2 separate regions of the Oryctolagus cuniculus genome follow, and region 1 is linked to region 2. Evidence: chromatin contacts called from public Micro-C data. All regions are on one chromosome and are shown on one strand. The core of a region is the stretch at or near the end of the contact, and the rest is flanking DNA. Distances in the headings are between cores, read along the strand shown.

Evidence for each region. A called contact is a pair of places that touch in the nucleus more often than the background predicts.
Region 1: a Micro-C map of ear pinna shows a contact between it and region 2, with 5 times the contacts expected there. The contact joins the promoter of CPEB4 here to the promoter of BOD1 in region 2. A contact is called at or near these places in 4 of 6 Hi-C or Micro-C datasets (ear pinna, liver, psoas muscle and 1 more).

The regions. Positions count from the first base shown.
Region 1 is chr6:60,321,005-60,326,319 of mOryCun1.1, forward strand. CPEB4 (cytoplasmic polyadenylation element binding protein 4) reads left to right here and starts at 2,926. Exons shown (of 8, transcript XM_008255399.4): 1 at 2,926-5,315. The coding sequence starts at 4,388.
Region 2 is chr6:60,082,754-60,088,318 of mOryCun1.1, forward strand. It overlaps BOD1 (biorientation of chromosomes in cell division 1), which reads right to left and starts at 4,259. Exons shown (of 7, transcript XR_011389903.1): 1 at 3,787-4,259; 2 at 110-234. It overlaps LOC127490555 (a long non-coding RNA gene), which reads left to right and starts at 4,334. Exons shown (of 3, transcript XR_007918564.2): 1 at 4,334-4,670; 2 at 4,909-5,013.

The DNA.
Region 1 (5,315 bases), core at 1,676-4,175, 240 kb after region 2:
TTAGTTTTAATTTTTAAAAAAATCTGGTAGCATCTCAATGTTTGGGTAGAGCTTGCTTTCCCTGCAGCCTGAAAGCTTCCCGGGGAATGCGTTTCATGGGAAGGGCTCTCTTCTGCCAGCACAGTGTTCAAGCCAGCACTCATCTGCAGCCGTAGATGCCTTTGGAGAGCCTAAATGGAGCTGCTAAATTGTTGTCATGGATACCGCAGGACAGTTGCTGAAACCAGAATGTTTTCAAGGAGGGCAGCCCTGGGTTGGGTATCCTAGGTTTCTAAGTAGGCAACTGACCCAAGAGAATTGATTTTCCCCTTCCTTCTCCTCTGTCCCTGGTCCCCAAGCAGGAACCAGCGATCCTCCTAATTTCAGCCCAGCCCAAACCTACTGCCCACAGTTGATGGTGCCTTCAAAGACCAGACTGACCCTGCAGCGCCAGACGGCGGCTCTGGGTGTGCCTTCTACAAACCAAGACAGGTTCCTGGATTCCTTTGTGCATACAGCTGCTTCTAGGCAAAAGATGCGTGTGATGCAATTCTCTGCCCTTAGTATGTTAAGAAACTAATACTGTGGACTCCTCCTAGCAGGTCAGCCCTTACCTGTAGCTCCTGCAATTCACAAATCTAGAGAGGGAGGAAATCTCACACACATTTCATCCCTAAGAAACCCATGGCTTGCAAAGATAATGCCTGGGGCCATACAACTAGGAAGCAGCAGGACCGGGATTCAAACCTGGGGCTACTTGGTTCCAAAGGTAGTTCTTTTTCCACTAAGCTGTGGCTGCCATTTTAGTCACTGAGAAAAACTGATAGTTCCAAGAAAATTTCAACTGTCTACTGGGAATGGCACATTCATACATTCATTCAATAAACACATCCCAAGTTGGCTCTGTCTCAGACTCTCTGCGGGCCGCTAGGGACAGAGAGCAGACACAGTCTCTGCCTTCAAGACACCAACCCACCGGTAGCCCGCAATAATTAAAAGAGAAGAATCTATGAGATGCTACAAGGAGGGACAGTCAGAGAAACCATCCTGGGGGAAATGACTTCATCTAACTGGAGCAGCTACAGCTCAAGGCATGTCCTGCCGTGGAGAACAAACAAGAGTAAGGCACAAGCCTTGTGCCCAAGAACTCAGAGCTACAGAGAGGAGGCTCGCGCTCATGATGATTAAGGGCCCATGGCAGTGCTGCAGCATTGAGAGATTTAGGCAGGAGAATTCAGAACCATTAGCAGGGGACTCTCGGGGTGAACTGGAAGCCATCTTTGCTCATAAGATTTTTTGTTACTCCCCCTATCTTTTTCCGATGTTTTGCTCCGGTCACTTTCAGCTCTATGTTGATTTTTCCCCCATTTCTTGCTAAAGTAAAACAGTCAACACCTTTAAAATCTGAGCTGAGAGTGAGGCATTACCCTAGGCTTCCATGGTCCTCACAGTGGTGGAAAAACACAAAGCCGAACAAGGTGGAACCCTTGAGCCGCAAACAAAGAACCTAAATGATGACAGAGATGTGAGCGCCAAACCAAATGGTGCAAAGGACTAAATAATTCAGGCTTGGCAATGGGGGATGGTCCTCTGGGAAAGTTCTCATGGTTGCCCATTTGTTCATTCATGGCGTCAGGATTCATTCACTGATGCCTCTTATCTATCCCCGTTTACTCCTCAAAGAGTCCAGAGTGGCACACTGCTCTGGGAGAAACACCCAACTGTGACAAGATAGTGTGATAAGCAAAAGCAAGATACATACGGGCGTAGACACTTTTAGAAGAAGGAATTCAGAAGACAGAGTTGGTAGCTTTTGAACTGATTTCTCAAACTATAGAATTTATCGGATGTTGAAGAGAAGGGCACGGAAAAACACACTGGCAGTTTGAGGGTATTTCAACATGTTCGTGGAAAAATGGATTTAGAGGACAAGTTTATTTTGGTGCAGAACATTTTTTGCAGTTCAAGCATAGTGTTCTTTTTGTTTTTTTTTTTTTTTTTTTTTTTTTCTTTTAGATCACGCACTGTCCATAACCCTTTTGAAGACATCTCATATGCAGCAAATCCTTTTTTTTTTGCATTACTTTTTGGAACTCCCCTTGTATGTCTGAAGGGAGACGAGGCAGTAAGATGCATTGTGGACAAGGTGGAAAACCTTGAACGCCAGACTAAGGAGCGTGGCCATTATCCTCTCGGCGGTGGGCAGCCACAGAAGAGAGCTGCACACGCGGAGGCCTAGGATAAAATTGTCTCCCCGGTGGATGGGGGTGGGAGCTGAGCCGCTGACGCCCACGAGCGCTACATCTCTGTGCCTGGGAGACTGCATCAAAGGCGAACCTAAGACAGGCTGGGGACAGGGGGGTGCGGGTGCGGAAACGGAAAGTGACTGGAGGAGAGTCCCTCATGAGGTCTGCGTTCTGGGCAAGGGCATACGCAGTTCTAGGCACCGCACAGCTGCTGGCAACACTGCCTCCCCTTCCAGATCCCTCTGGGGCGGAGCTCAGGCCAGAGCACGTGATGCTTGGGGCACCACCTTTACTCAGGGCAGACCTCCCGTTCATCCGCGGTTTCACGGGTTACCACTTTTATTCCTAACACCTTAACCTCATGCCATAGTGTGTGAAGAGTCCATTCTCTTCAGCGCGTCCCTCTTCGATCTTTCGGCAAAGCCCTATTGGCGAAAGTAATCGTCGAAGGAATCCTTTGCCCACACAAAAGATGGCGACCAGCTGCGCTCGCTTTGGGTGGGGGCATCGGACTCCAGACGCCGGGCCTCACTGGGCGAGGCGCAGACGGAAGGGGCGTTTCTCGGGCTCACTTTTCGACCTTCCTGGGAGGGGCACTGAGCTTTGGAGGCGTGGTCCCCTTGGAATTCTAGCAGACGATTGGTATTTAGGCAGGGGTGGGCGGGGCATCCGCGTTACCCCACCCCTCCCTCTTCGAACCGGAAGTGTCTCTCGGTCTTTCCAGCTGGTTGTCATTTCACTCGGCTCGGTCCTGAGGAGAAGGACTCAGCCGCGGCTGCGGGACCCGGGCACCGGGAGGCGGTGGCGGCGGCGGCGGCGGTGGCAGCGGCCACAGCAGAGGGGGACGAGGAGGAAGAAGGAAAGAAAAAGAAGAGCCAGGCGGAGCCCGCAGCCACGACAGCGGGGACTGCGGGACCGGGGTAAAGAGGCGGCGGCGGCGGCGGCCCAGCAACCGTGAGGAGAAACAAAAGCCTTCCAAATTATAGTTTAAAAAAAAAGATCCGGGAGAAAAGAGAGATAGAGCCAAGGGGGGAGGCCTTTCTCCTTTAGAGTAACTACGGTAGTGGGTTTTTACTTTTTTTCCCTCTTTGTTTTTTCCCCCCCCGTGCGGAGAATCGAACTGAGAGAACTGAACAAACCGCCCCTGGGTCCCATGAGGGAAAAAAACCCCGGAGCCGCAGAGAGGGGAAGAGGCAGAAACCGCAGGACCTTCCAGGTCGCCCGCTGGGTCCCCGCACCCCCAGGCCGCCAGCTCGCCCTCGTCGCGTCTCGCTAATCCCTCCCGATCACGCTCCCTCCCCACCCCCGCCGAGGGAGAGCCCGGTGTTTCCAGCCCCTTTCATGGGGGAGAGGAGGCCGGGGGGAGCCCAGGGACGACGACCGCAGCAGGATCTGCACCCGGAGCCTCAGGAGCAGCCCCAGAGGCCACAGCTGCGCCCTGCGAAAGAGCAGAAGCAGGACCAGGAACAGCAGAGAGCTCCGTGCGATCATCTTTCCATTAGTCCATGCTGACTTCCTCTCCCGCAACCAGGAGTTCACCCCCCCTCCCAGCCCCAGATAACCTAATATAATCTATCTATATAAATATATAATATATAATGTTCTTAAATTATTCCTGATTTTTTTTAACCAAGCTGCCAAGAAAAGAACGTATTCTCCCCTTAGCCCTATTCTAATTTTTATGTGAGTGAATCTAAACTGCTGGGGAAGACCTTATGTGATTGTTAAATTATATATATATATATATATTTTTACTCTGCTCAATGCTTATTCTTCTACATCCATAGATGCTTGAGAAGCTGTGTTTTTGTCATTCATGTACATTTTCCTTTGGAAAAAGAAAGCGCCTATTTTACTAACCAAAGACTTGATTTTTACCCTCTCCATTTTTATTCCCTCCTAGAAAGAAGCCCAATTGGATTCATGTCAATGTTTTAAGAAATTTTTTTTTTTGTAGTTGTGAATTTTTTTCTTCTTTCAGAGACCAGAATTCCAAATCAGAACTCCTTAGGGTGATAAGCTGCAATTGTTGAGCTAGCTATACATCAGATTTCAAGCAAGCAAACAACTGAAATTTTGAATAGAGGGGTGGGGGCAAAAAGAGACAGGAGACATCAGGTTGTCATTTTTGGCTGAGCAGATTCTGATCCTAAAAATAATAAATGGGGGATTACGGGTTTGGAGTGCTAGTGCAAAGCAATACTGGGAATAAATCTGCTTTTCCAGTCAGATTCCATCCACATCTGCAGCCTCCACACCATCACCAAAATGCCACCCCCAGCCCTGCTGCTTTTATAAATAATAACACAGCTGCCAACGGCAGCAGTGCTGGCTCAGCCTGGCTCTTTCCTGCTCCCGCTACCCACAACATTCAGGATGAGATCTTGGGGTCAGAAAAAGCAAAAAGTCAGCAGCAGGAGCAGCAAGACCCCTTAGAGAAGCAGCAGCTGTCCCCGAGTCCAGGCCAAGAAACTGGAATACTGCCTGAAACGGAGAAGGCGAAGTCGGAAGAAAATCAAGGGGACAATTCTTCGGAAAATGGCAATGGGAAGGAGAAGATAAGAATCGAATCACCAGTGTTGACAGGCTTCGATTACCAGGAGGCCACGGGGCTAGGTACTTCGACCCAACCCTTGACATCCAGTGCGTCCTCTCTCACCGGCTTCAGTAACTGGTCAGCAGCGATAGCGCCTTCTTCTTCTACCATAATCAATGAAGATGCAAGTTTTTTCCATCAGGGAGGGGTCCCTGCTGCGTCGGCTAATAACGGTGCTCTGTTGTTTCAAAATTTTCCCCATCACGTCAGCCCGGGCTTTGGAGGCAGCTTCTCCCCTCAGCTCGGGCCTCTTTCACAGCACCACCCTCATCACCCTCATTTCCAGCATCATCACAGCCAGCATCAGCAGCAGAGGAGGTCTCCTGCCAGCCCCCATCCCCCACCCTTCACACATAGAAGTGCTGCTTTTAACCAGCTCCCTCATTTGGCGAATAATCTTAACAAACCCCCTTCTCCGTGGAGCAGCTACCAGAGCCCCTCTCCAACCCCATCTTCTTCCTGGAGCCCCGGAGGTGGCGGATATGGTGGCTGGG
Region 2 (5,565 bases), core at 3,009-5,508:
GCGCATGCCTGTGCGTTATGGGACATCCAGCACGAGTGACCCTGGCCAGAGCGACTTCCACGAGCTCCTTGTGGCCGCTGCCCGGGCAGCGGGGACTCTGCTTACTTACTGAACCACGCTCTGCCTCAGGCCATTCCGCAACTGGTTCTTGTTCATTGTAGGATTCCACTCTTGCTTATCCAGATGCGTGGACACGAAGTTATCCACTTTCTGCCTCAGGTTTTGGTAGGCTGGCTACAATGTGAAGAAGAGGGGGTGAGGTCAGAAGGTACAGGGACCAGGGTTCTGGAACTCAGTCACAGGGAGCGCTGCCTCTCATAGAATCGGTCATTTCCAAGTGTAAACGCTCCCACTGTGACAATGAAGATCACCCCTCGGCACCGCAGCCGCGAGCCGAGCTCACGGCTAACACATGGACCTCCCTGATGGCGGGTGGGCCCGATGTGTGCCTAAGTATACACAGGTTTCAGTTATTTTCAGGGGGTACCAAAACAAACTTACCTTTTGGCTTCATTTTTCCATGACCTTTCAGAAGTACCCTCATAGTATCCCCTTTACTTTTCAAGTAACTCTACGACGGAAGGCACGGGGTAGCTCCTGCTACCCACCAGAGTGAGATTAGAATTCTAGGCTGAGAAATTAAGTAACTTGCTGAAGTCCAAGCACGTGGGCCACCGTGAAAGACTGTGGTGAAGCAACATGTAAGCTCCAAAGAGCTCAGGAGGTCCTGGCCGGTCTCAAGTGTTCTAGATCCATGCAGGATAAGGAGACCAAGATTAGAAACTGACCGGGTAAACACAAGGAATGCACACACTGAGCTCCAGGGCCCCCTGGCACTATTCCTTGCTCCTCCCCAGAACAGCTGTCGGAGGTGGCCTGCCACATAGCACGCCCCTCCTCGCTCCCCCCACCGCCGCCATGCTGGTTTAAGACGTGACCTACTCTGGCCAGCTGTGTTATCTGGCTTGGCTCTTGTGCACCAGTGACCCTCAAGCAGAGGGTGCTGGCAGGAGGTCCTGTCCCTATGGGCTGGAGGCCCAGGATGGGCACATGTGCACAGCAGGCCTAACCCCACCGACAGCCTGGACCCAGGCCCGGGGAACCTAGAGCAGGCAGCTGGGCCCCCCAGCTGAAGCCCATCTAGATGAGCTGAACTTTGGCTGACCCGCCGCCCTGTCAGCGTGAGAGCAAATGCTTGCTGTTAAGAGCCTGTCTGCATTACTGTGGCAGAGTTTGCTAACGGGAACATGAGACCGACAAAGGAACCAGCAGGCCTTGACTCTGAGTGGACTCTTCCGAAAGGCCGAGAGAGTGCGCACTCGCTCTTTCTCTCTCTCTCCACTACATCTGGAGAGAGGAAGGCAAGAAGATGGGTGAGGCCGGCGCCGCGGCTCACTAGGCTAATCCTCCGCCTAGCGGCGCCGGCACACCGGGTTCTAGTCCCGGTCGGGCACCGGATTCTGTCCCGGTTGCCCCTCTTCCAGGCCAGCCCTCTGCTGTGGCCAGGGAGTGCAGTGGAGGATGGCCCAGGTGCTTGGGCCCTGCACCCCATGGGAGACCAGGATAAGCACCTGGCTCCTGGCTTCTGCCATCGGATCAGCGCGGTGCGCCGGGCGCGGCGGCCATTGGAGGGTGAACCAACGGCAAAGGAAGACCTTTCTCTCTGTCTCTCTCTCTCACTGTCCACTCTGCCTGTCAAAAAAAAAAAAAAAAAAAAAAAAAGAAGATGGGTGAAGAGTAAAGTTCAGATTTCCACCTACTATCTGCCTGGCAACTCTTTTTCCTGCTGTGTTCTCCATCTCACAAGGTTGGGCAGTAGGTGCCATGTTCTCCTGGCCACAGGGGTGGACGCCGGAGCCAAGCTAACACAAGGCAGACCTGCCCTGAGGTGTTTTTGAATCAGCGCTGAGGGTCCCTTTCTAGAAGTAAAAGCCGTAAAAGGCAGCCATGAGGCAGTGGCGAGCAGACGGACGACTCCACCCTGCAGTCAAAGAGGCGCAGAGAACAGGCCTGAGACTCAGCCGGCGGCAGCCAGCGGCAGTGCCAACGCAGCCCTTAACCACAGCAGTCCCATCATGCACTCCTCCCTGGGGCTTCAGGAGACATCAGAAACGGCCCTTTGCTGAGGAGTTAGCACTAGACTCATCCTGGTACCACACCTTCTACTTCTAAAAATAACTCAATGGGTTTGAACCGAATTATTTGCTGAGAAAGGGCAAAGGGCAGTGAACATCACCACTGGACAATACAGAATAATCCTGTCTGTTCCAGAAGTCCAAGGAACTACTTTACTGTCCTGTGTATCCTTCCCTCTACTCAATCAGCTTGCTTTGGACGCACTGCAAAGCAAATAAGCGACCTGTTCTCTCTTCTTTCCCCTGAGGACTCTAGAATTGGCCTAACGAGTTCCCAGGTGATGCCGACGCTGCCGATCCAAGGAACACACGTTAAGAACCACTGGCCTGACGCTGGCCAAGGTCTCAGCTAAGCTCGGCCTGCAAACAGACTACCTTCAGAAGGAAAAGCATTAGCAAAAGGTAACTAGGGTAACTAGCTAGGGTAACTAGCAAAAGCAACAGCTTGGGGGGGGGGGGCAAGCGGAAGGCTCCGAGAACCGGATTCCCCAGGCTCTACCATCACGTGCACACACTCCGCCCCTCAGAACCTCATGGATCAGAACATGAGTGGAGAACAGAGGAGAACTCAGGAGTCCAGAGACAGGTGGACGCTCTGTTAGTGTATGAGACCCTTAGACATCGTGTTGCACTGCTCCCACTCCTGTTGGGGGTTTTTGCCTGGGAGGAGGCCAACAGGACCCTGACTAGATACTGGCCTGCTGGCTCAGGGTCTGCTTTCCCGCAGGGACTCACCTGTCCCGCATCCTCAGAGCCTAATGCACTAGAGGACAATACTCGTCAGGTCTTTCCCTATCTTTAAACATCCATTAAGCTCACAATGTTGCTGTGAGGTAGGCAAGCTCAGAGGAGAAATTGTGCTTTCCAGAAGCCCGGGCCACAGCAGAGAGCTGGCCTGGAGGAGGGGCAACCGGGACAGAATCCGGCGCCCCGACCGGGACTAGAACCCCGGGGTGCCGGCGCCGCAAGGCGGAGGATTAGCCTAGTGAGCCGCGGCGCCAGCGGGAGAAACTGAAAAGGGAGACGACGAACACTCCTTCAAGGACTGTACGACACCACAATACTTCATTGAATCCACGTAGAAGTGTGGTGGCATCTTCCTGGGCGACCGGCCGCTGGCACTAGGATCTACAACAGGCACCCATCTTTAACTTCATTCCATGATGTAGCAGCAGATAAGGGTGCTGTTTCCATTAACAGCGAACCTTAATTCACCTGCGCACTAAAGCCTACACGTCACTGAGCTGGCGACAAGGGCCATGACAGCGCACTCAAGCCCCCTGAGCAGAGACTGGGGAGGCAGCCTAAGTATTCTGGCACAGCTTCCTGGCTTTGGTTTGTTCTTGAGGGCCCTAAAGCTGCTCCGTCTTGGGGAAACCAGGGTGTAGGTTCCAAAGTCTGTACTGAACCCCCAGGTTCAGAGAAACGACTGCTCTAAAACAAATCACGGCTGGCAAGCGCCCGGCTGCGAGCCGACCCCACGTGTGCAGCACAGAGAGACCTCTGCACTGCCCCAAGTGGCGCGGCAGCTCACTGCTGAGATTTTTAAAGCTCTCTTTTGTTTTGCTCTTGCTTCTGGACAATCCAAGCTGCAACCTCCACGGCCTCACGCCCAGCCCCCACTCCCCGCGGCCCGGGCGGCTTCAGCTACCTTGGTGTCCACGTCGGCCAGGCAGTCCCGGCGGAAGCTGTCAAACAGACCTCGGCTCTTGAGCTGCTCCACAATGAGGGCGATGAGCTGCGGGTCCCCGGGAGGCAACGAGGCCGGGTTGATGGGGCCGCCGCTCCCGCCGGCCCCCGACGCACCCGTCGCGGCCCCGGTAGAGGCCTGGCCTGCTCCGCCGCCGCCCACAGCGCCCGTTCCCCCGCCGCCGCCGCTGTCCGCCATGCCTGCGCCCAAGGCCCGCGGAGGATGCCAAACACGCGACAGAGGGCGTGAAGTGAGTGGAGTTGGAGGCAGACGCGGAGGAGGGCGGCGCCAAGGAGGCAGCGGCGGAGGTGGTAATAGCGGTGGCGGTGGCGGTGGCGGTGGCGGTGGCGGTGGCAAGGGCAACGGCAGAGCAGGCAGGTTCCGAAGCTGCGGAGACGGAGGTGGAGGCTGCAGAAACCGCCCGCGGCGGTCCCGGCGCGCTCCCGATGGCGTCACCCTTTCCCTTTGCATTGTGGGGCAGGTGGTTTTCTGCAGCCATCCCCGCCATTCTTATAGGCAGAAAGTTTGTCGAGGAGAACTACAACTCCCGGCAGGCTCCTGGCTGCAGTCGCGAGTTCGCGGGGCCATGTGGGAATTGTAGGCTCAGGTCGTCAGCATTGCGGCCACCTGACTGGCCTTCCCCGCCCGGTCTTGGCAGCCTTCCAGCTAAATCAGAGCTTATCAACAGTGCCTGATTATAGGAATCAGCTGTAGAGCTGATTAAAAGTGTGGGTTACAGGTTTATCCCTTAAAGGCTTTGATTCAGCACTTCTGGGTCGGGGCTTTGGAATCACGCGCTGCTACGTCCGCCTTGAACAGTGTGAAGGGGGGGCGGAGAACAGCTGGTTAGTCCTAATAACAATATTTTTAAAAATGTAGGGTGTTTTTTTTCCCTTTCTGATTTCAATTTCGGTGCTCGCCGGTTTTAGAAAGTAGTAAAATAACAGAAATGTAAAGAAAAAAGCCTCCCTTCATTTTCTTACATATGTGTGAATTTCCTCACAAATATTAAATATTGTCGATAACCATAGCCGACTCGGCCATCAAATAACAGGCCCTCCTATTTCCGCCTTTTTTTTACAGCTGCAGAAACAAAAGGAGGCACAGGACTGCTCGTTACCCAGCCAGTGCAAGAGCAGGATTTCAATCCAGGTTTCCCGAATCCAAGTCCTGTGTATTTCACCTAAGGTATACCGCATCCTGAGAGGTAGCGGGCATTGCGCCATAGCTAAGGCTTTGTGTATTGATTTTTTTAATCAGCCACGGTTCACTATGGGAAGCTGCCACCACTCTCCTCCCTTCCCTTTAGCCTTGTGCCCATTATTAACTCCAATCCTGCTCCCTGCTCCTGCAATTACACCTGCTATTGTTATTTGTCATCTGACCTAAGCAATGGAGGGGAGGCACATCCTAAATTCTGCAGTATTTCTGGCTCCTGCGAAGACATAGCCCAAGCGAGAGAGCCAAGATCCCCACTCCAACACTTACTACCCAAGAACGTGGAACATGACCCTCCACATAGATGTTCTGGTGTTGGGTCATGCCGCTGCTTTTGTGACGCAGTGACACTTAATGGTTGAGTTAAGGCCAGTTTCTCTCTATGGCTGCCCGGCTTTGAAATGACCCAAGGTCTTTGTTAGCCGTCTGCACCCTGACCATTCATCTCTAGCCCAGGAGAAACCCGGTTCAGGCTGCCTTGCCCCACACTCATTCTCCTCCAAACTTCTCCAACATGACCAG